2 separate regions of the Anas platyrhynchos genome follow, and region 2 is linked to region 1. The links are chromatin contacts, called in public Hi-C maps. All regions are on one chromosome and are shown on one strand. Each heading gives the region's core, a stretch centred on a gene start, on an enhancer-like site or on the middle of the called end of the contact. The rest is flanking DNA. Distances are from core to core; before and after follow the strand shown.

Evidence for each region. Hi-C and Micro-C count contacts between places; a contact is called where the count stands out from the background.
Region 2: a Hi-C map of subcutaneous adipose tissue shows a contact between it and region 1, with 2.3 times the contacts expected there. The contact joins the promoter of MCUR1 here to the enhancer-like site in region 1. A contact is called at or near these places in 2 of 8 Hi-C or Micro-C datasets (F1 follicle and subcutaneous adipose tissue).

What each region holds. Positions count from the first base shown.
Region 1 is chr2:108,049,674-108,052,373 of IASCAAS_PekinDuck_T2T, forward strand. No RefSeq gene overlaps it. Among named protein-coding and RNA genes, the nearest start is that of CD83, 7.8 kb to the left of the region's middle. Within about 2 kb of position 1,303, at least 1 of the 8 cell types and tissues checked has an H3K27ac peak or open chromatin away from gene starts, as enhancers often do. A contact at or near this core is called in subcutaneous adipose tissue, where this site is marked.
Region 2 is chr2:108,120,391-108,123,090 of IASCAAS_PekinDuck_T2T, forward strand. It overlaps MCUR1 (mitochondrial calcium uniporter regulator 1), which reads left to right and starts at 1,398. Exons shown (of 9, transcript XM_027451247.3): 1 at 1,398-1,607; 2 at 1,877-1,990. The coding sequence starts at 1,508. LOC140001556 (a long non-coding RNA gene) reads left to right here. Exons shown (of 3, transcript XR_011806874.1): 3 at 575-1,283.

The DNA of each region.
Region 1 (2,700 bases), core at 53-2,552:
CTAACCTTGGAATAGCGTGTTTCTTAGGCCTAGGATATCAGACTATACAGATTCTCTGCTGCTTGTAAACATAATTAGTTTATTACTTTCATTTGGCATAAAGTTTTCTCTAATATACATTACTATTTCTCTTCTGCTGTTGTCTCCTGTTTCACAAAACTGTTGTTATTCACTGGAGGATAAAGCTTCACTGACTGCCTCCACTCAGTATCTGCCATTCTGAATCATGTTTTAGCAACTGTCAGATTCTCCCTTTCTTCAATTAAAACCAAATAAATAAATAAAAATATCCTAACACCTTTTTAAGTGCCATCACTGGTTTCACTTTAGTTTACTTGAATCCAACTATATATGTTCTGAAAGTTTTTCCATTTTCTAATGAGTTCAGATCATTCAGATCCTCCAGAACCACCCATTGAGAATCTGTTTCCCCCAGTTCAGCCCTGCTTATCATATGGGAGGCATCCCAAATTAATCTGCTATGGAGCTCCTGGCATCCAGCTAACTATCTGACTGCATGTATTTTGCCTCCAGAAGCCCTCTCAGGAATGCTGATGGAAATGGCCGTTTGTAAATGCGTACTGTTACATTGCTTTGCCCTCAGGTATGCTTCAGATCTTCCATTTTTTAGATTGGAAAGACATTTTACTGATGTTTTGGTTCAACTGCTTTGAACAGAGACATTCCACAGAAGTCAGAAATTAGGACCTGAAAACATGAGACCTTATGCTAACAGCACTTTAGAAGTTTAAATATGTAAATATGTTGGGTCTCTTTGCTTACACTTCTTCTGTATGGTGACACTTGGTCCTCCATTCTGCTTTAGCCTTTAAAGCAAAGACCTGCTCCCTGAGGCCTGAGAGCTCCACACTTGTGGCAGACAACAAGATTGAGACAGCAACAGCAAAACGTCATCATCCCACAAGGACTGTGAACTGCCAGATGTGTAGCTGTCAGTGGAACAGCAACTTCATTGGGGGTGTCCTAGAATGGAGACCAGCCTGTCTGGAGATGAGGGACCAGGAAAACTAGACAAGGGAACATGCTCATCTGCATTCCTATGAAATTTCTGAGAACTCATTTGCCCCAGTAGGATATCAGGCTCTCCAACATCTCAGCTCAGACAGCCTCCCCCTTTCCTTCAGCCCAAGGCTCTGCATATGAGCTGTCGTCAGCAAAACTTTTAATTATAACAATGATGTATGTAAGATGGAAAGGGGAAGCACTGTTTCTTGAGTGGGAGGTTAAGGAAACAGGTGACGCATGGTGGGAGGATGAGCAGTGAGAAATGGAGAAATGAAAAATAGAAAGTTTTCACTAGAGCTGTGACAAATATAGGCTCCTCTAAGTGTAATGGAACAAGACGACAAAGTGGGCAGACACAATTTCGTGGCCTTTTGAAAGAGGAAGGAGTGACATGCATACATTTGAAGATACTAAACTGACTTTTGTCCTGAAACTCTTAAGCTCTGGGGGTTCATGCTGAGGTGATTTTAAAATGCTTCTTGTCCAAGTTGCCCATTCATTGCCACAGATTATTGCCCCATCACTGTTTCATCAGAAGTAGTAGTGTGCCCACGCTGTAGGCAACAGACTGATATATTGACACAAGCTGAGGTGGCTGCGGCTAATTCAGTTCACTAAGATGAGGACTGTGGTGGCCAAGGGCTCTTGTTGATCCCTATCAGACTTAGTGCAACAGGTCACCAGCTGAGGTCAGGAACCTCCTGAGCCATCACAGCCTAACCAGACAAGTGCCAAGATTTGCCAAGAGCGTGCTAGAAGAGCCTGGACACCATTTTAGACAATTTGCTTGTTTTTAGGTCTCCTTTCCTGTACTTTTCACAAACTCATCTGTCACTCTTTCTTGCAGAAGGCATTGTGGAAGGTTTACAAAAGCCCTGTAAGTTTGATTTTGGTTCTGTTGTCTTTCGTTTGCATGCTGAGTAGTGCAGGCAGGAAGTAACCCCCTGATATGATTTGGAGAAGAGCACCAGTGCAATGAAGGCCAGCAGCTCCTTCAGAGCCGGGCAGCAAGCCCAGGCCAGCAGTGCCTAACCCAGCAGCAGGGCCCATCCCACCACCCTGGCCATGAGTGGGACAAGGCTGTGAGGATCTGGAGGCCAGCCCTACTGCAACATCACTGGGGCAGGGGCTCATGGCCCCAGGGGCTGAAATGTGGTCTAGGGCCATGGGTAGGGTGTGGGGAGCGCCTCGGAGTAGTCAGGGGTATTGCAGCTAGTGGTGCCCTAGAGGCCATGACAATAGCATTGACCAAGATTGGTACTTTTGATCATCTCTGCTTGTATGAAGAGTTATAGAGAAAAAGACCTGTTCCAGCAAACAGGTGAGTAGCATAACTAAGTTGAATCCACTGTAAACAACCTTGCTCAGTGCAAATTCCCACTTAGAAGCCAAAAAGATGCCAGCCCTGCAGTTGGTGGCAGCTCTGCTTCTGGAGATTTGCTTTAGCTTTGGCTGTAGCTATCCTAGCATGTGGTAGGAGGAGCTGCTGCTAAATGGCGAGTAGTCCCACAAGAGTCATGGCTAATGGCTCCTGCTCAGTTAGATAATCAACCATTTAATAAAGGGTGAGCTTCCACCTCTTTACTTCCATGGGGAACATTAATGCATTATTTTTCCTCTCCTTAGCCACTTATTTCCACAAAACTGGTAGGAATTTAATATTTTGAAACCCCT
Region 2 (2,700 bases), core at 148-2,647, 71 kb after region 1:
CCTTTTAATTTCTAATCTACGGTTATTCATGGCCACTTTATACCATATGTTCCTTTATCAGTAACATTCTTCTGCATAAGCAGTGTTTTTTGTTGGTTTGTTTGTTTTTTCCTTTCTCTGCCTATTTTTACACTCCTGTTCTGTTTACAGATAGAAACAAGATCCCCTTGCCAGTCTCTTTTCAACCTCCTGTGACAGCAAAGTCCCTTCGCTCCTCTTAACGCTCCTGTTGACACGAGGTGATCACTGTGAATATGCACTCATCCTTCCTGTACTGCAGTGACTAGTGCTGTCATTTGAAATGCAGCTATACTGGAGGGGCAATAACACTACTGAAAATACCATGCTTGTTATATCCTAGGGTTGCCTTTGCTTTCTTTGCAGCCGTCGCTGAAGTTGGAAATACCTCACAGAGTTCGTTTCACCCTCCCCTCTAATTTTCACGTGAACAGCTCCCACAGCACAGCAGATATCATTATTAGTCATTATTTTGTACTTAGCATTACTTTGCCATTTCCACCATGCCGCTTTTAAAAATAATTCCTTCTTTGCCGATTCCATTGTTGTGACCTAGGAGGGGGTTGTAACTCCATGGATTAGTGAACACTGCATGCCTGCGAGGGTCAACATTTTGGGATCCTGAGCGTGCAACCTTCTGCACATCTTTCATTTGTAGCCTCTAAGGAGGAGGTAACGACTTCCACGGGACAACACTGAGGAGGCCAAAATGGGGAAAATTGTCCAAGCTGATTCCTGACATGAAGAGAAAAGGTTGCCTGCTCTGGGAGACCTCCGTAGGCAGCGGCTATGACTTTGCTCCCCTTAGAGAAGGTGAAGATGGGCACCAGCACGGACTTGACCCTGGATGAGCTGGCTGAAGGAGGTCATCTAGACAACTAGGAGGTCATCTAGACAAGACCAAGACAACCGCTTGCACTCATACATGCCAGGAATTACTGCCAGGCTAACGCCAGGCCCCGGGCACGCAGCATCCACGCAGAGGCAATGCCCATTAGGCAAGTTTCTGCTGTGTGCTGCGGGGGTTCAGCTGTCCTCACAAAGACACACACCAACGATTTGATCCGTGTATCGATTTATTGCAATCACTGATTTGGGGATGAGGAAGCAAAGGTGCTGGAAAGTAAGCTCCCTGTGAGGGAAGTGCTGCTTGAGGAGGGACGGTGCTCGGAGCACACTTCCTCTCATCTTAGCTCTCTGTAAATATCAAGTACATTTCCTTTAAAAGCAGAACATGCACAAAACAAGTGATGTCTGTCTGTCTGTCTGTCTGTCTCTGTCCGTCCCCACCACCCCCAAACTCCCGCCGGAGCCGCCCGCCCGCTTCGCTTTCCCCTCCACCACCGCGCCGCCAACCACAAAGCCAACCCCCGGATGCGGAAGCGGGCGGCGGGCCGTGGCGGAAGGGTAGGCGGCGGGGCAGGGAGCCCAGCCATGGCTTTCCGGTAGCGGCGGCTTCCCCTCCTCCCTCCGGTCGGCACCGGGAGCCATGGCCCGGGCCCCGGCGGCCGTGAGCGGCGGGAGGCGGGCGCTGCTGGTGCTGCGGCCTCGAGGCGCCCTCCCGCACCGTGCCGCCGCCGCCGCGTCACGTGAGCGCCGCGCGCCCCTCGCTCGGGGGGGGGCGGGGGGAGAAGGGCAGAGGAGGGTGGTGAGGGGACGGGACGGGGGGGCACGTCTCGGGGTTGGCGGTAAAGCCCATCGCAGCCTGTCGCGATAGCCAAAAGGCGTGCGTTGCTTAACACATGGCGTCGTTAGGATGCTCGTAGGGAGCTCCCCAGTCGGGTGGGTGCTCCTCGGTTGGCCGTTTCCTCATAAAAATGTGGGTTTTTTTCGTTGTTTTTTCTTCCCCCCCCTCCAGGTGTCAGCACCTCAGCGCCAGGGTCCTCGCAGGGCAAGGGCAGCGCCTCCCTGCTGGGCAGCAGGAGGCTCTTCTTCGACACTCATGCGCTGGTGTGCCTCTTGGAAGAGAATGGTAACGTGCCCCGAACACGCAGCTTATCGTCCATAAGGGCTTTATGCAGAACTGCCTGGCGAATTGCCTCCCCTCGACCTGTGGTGTTAGAGGTTTGGGTTATGCGTTGTCTTCTGTGCCTTCTGGGTGCCAGCATCTTCAGGGAACAGAGCCTTGAAGCATGGTGATAACGCCCCAGTTGTCTGTCCTGGTACACCCAGCAGCCTTGTGGTGTCTAGCTGCCTGCCCTGCTAAACCGCAGCGATGCACAACAACGTCCTGTAATAGGACTGGAGACGGGCTGCCCCAAAAAAATGCAGCTTTGGAGTGTAGAACAAAAAATACAGCTCTTCTTATGCTATGACATAATGCAGTAGATTATTTTCATTTCAGTGTGATGTTACTGAGGTGGGGAAGGTCAGCACAGCTCGCTTTTCAGGAGAGGTCCCACTCCCTTTCCCCCAAACGTGTGATTGCATCTCTTTACGTGTGCCAACCTCGTTCTCAGGAAATTATACAGCTCTTTGCTTGATTAGTATTCGGAGACATTAGTTTAATGAGCTCACAGAGCAGTTGTGTGAGCACCAAGACTCATATAAAGTGGCACGAGGAGGGGAAAGAATAGAGTGAGGAGGGGTGTCTCCTTCTGGCAATGGCAAATGATTAAATCAGCTCAGCTATTGAAAGGAGCTTGCTTTCAAACCTCATTGCTGCTTTCTGACACTAACCTG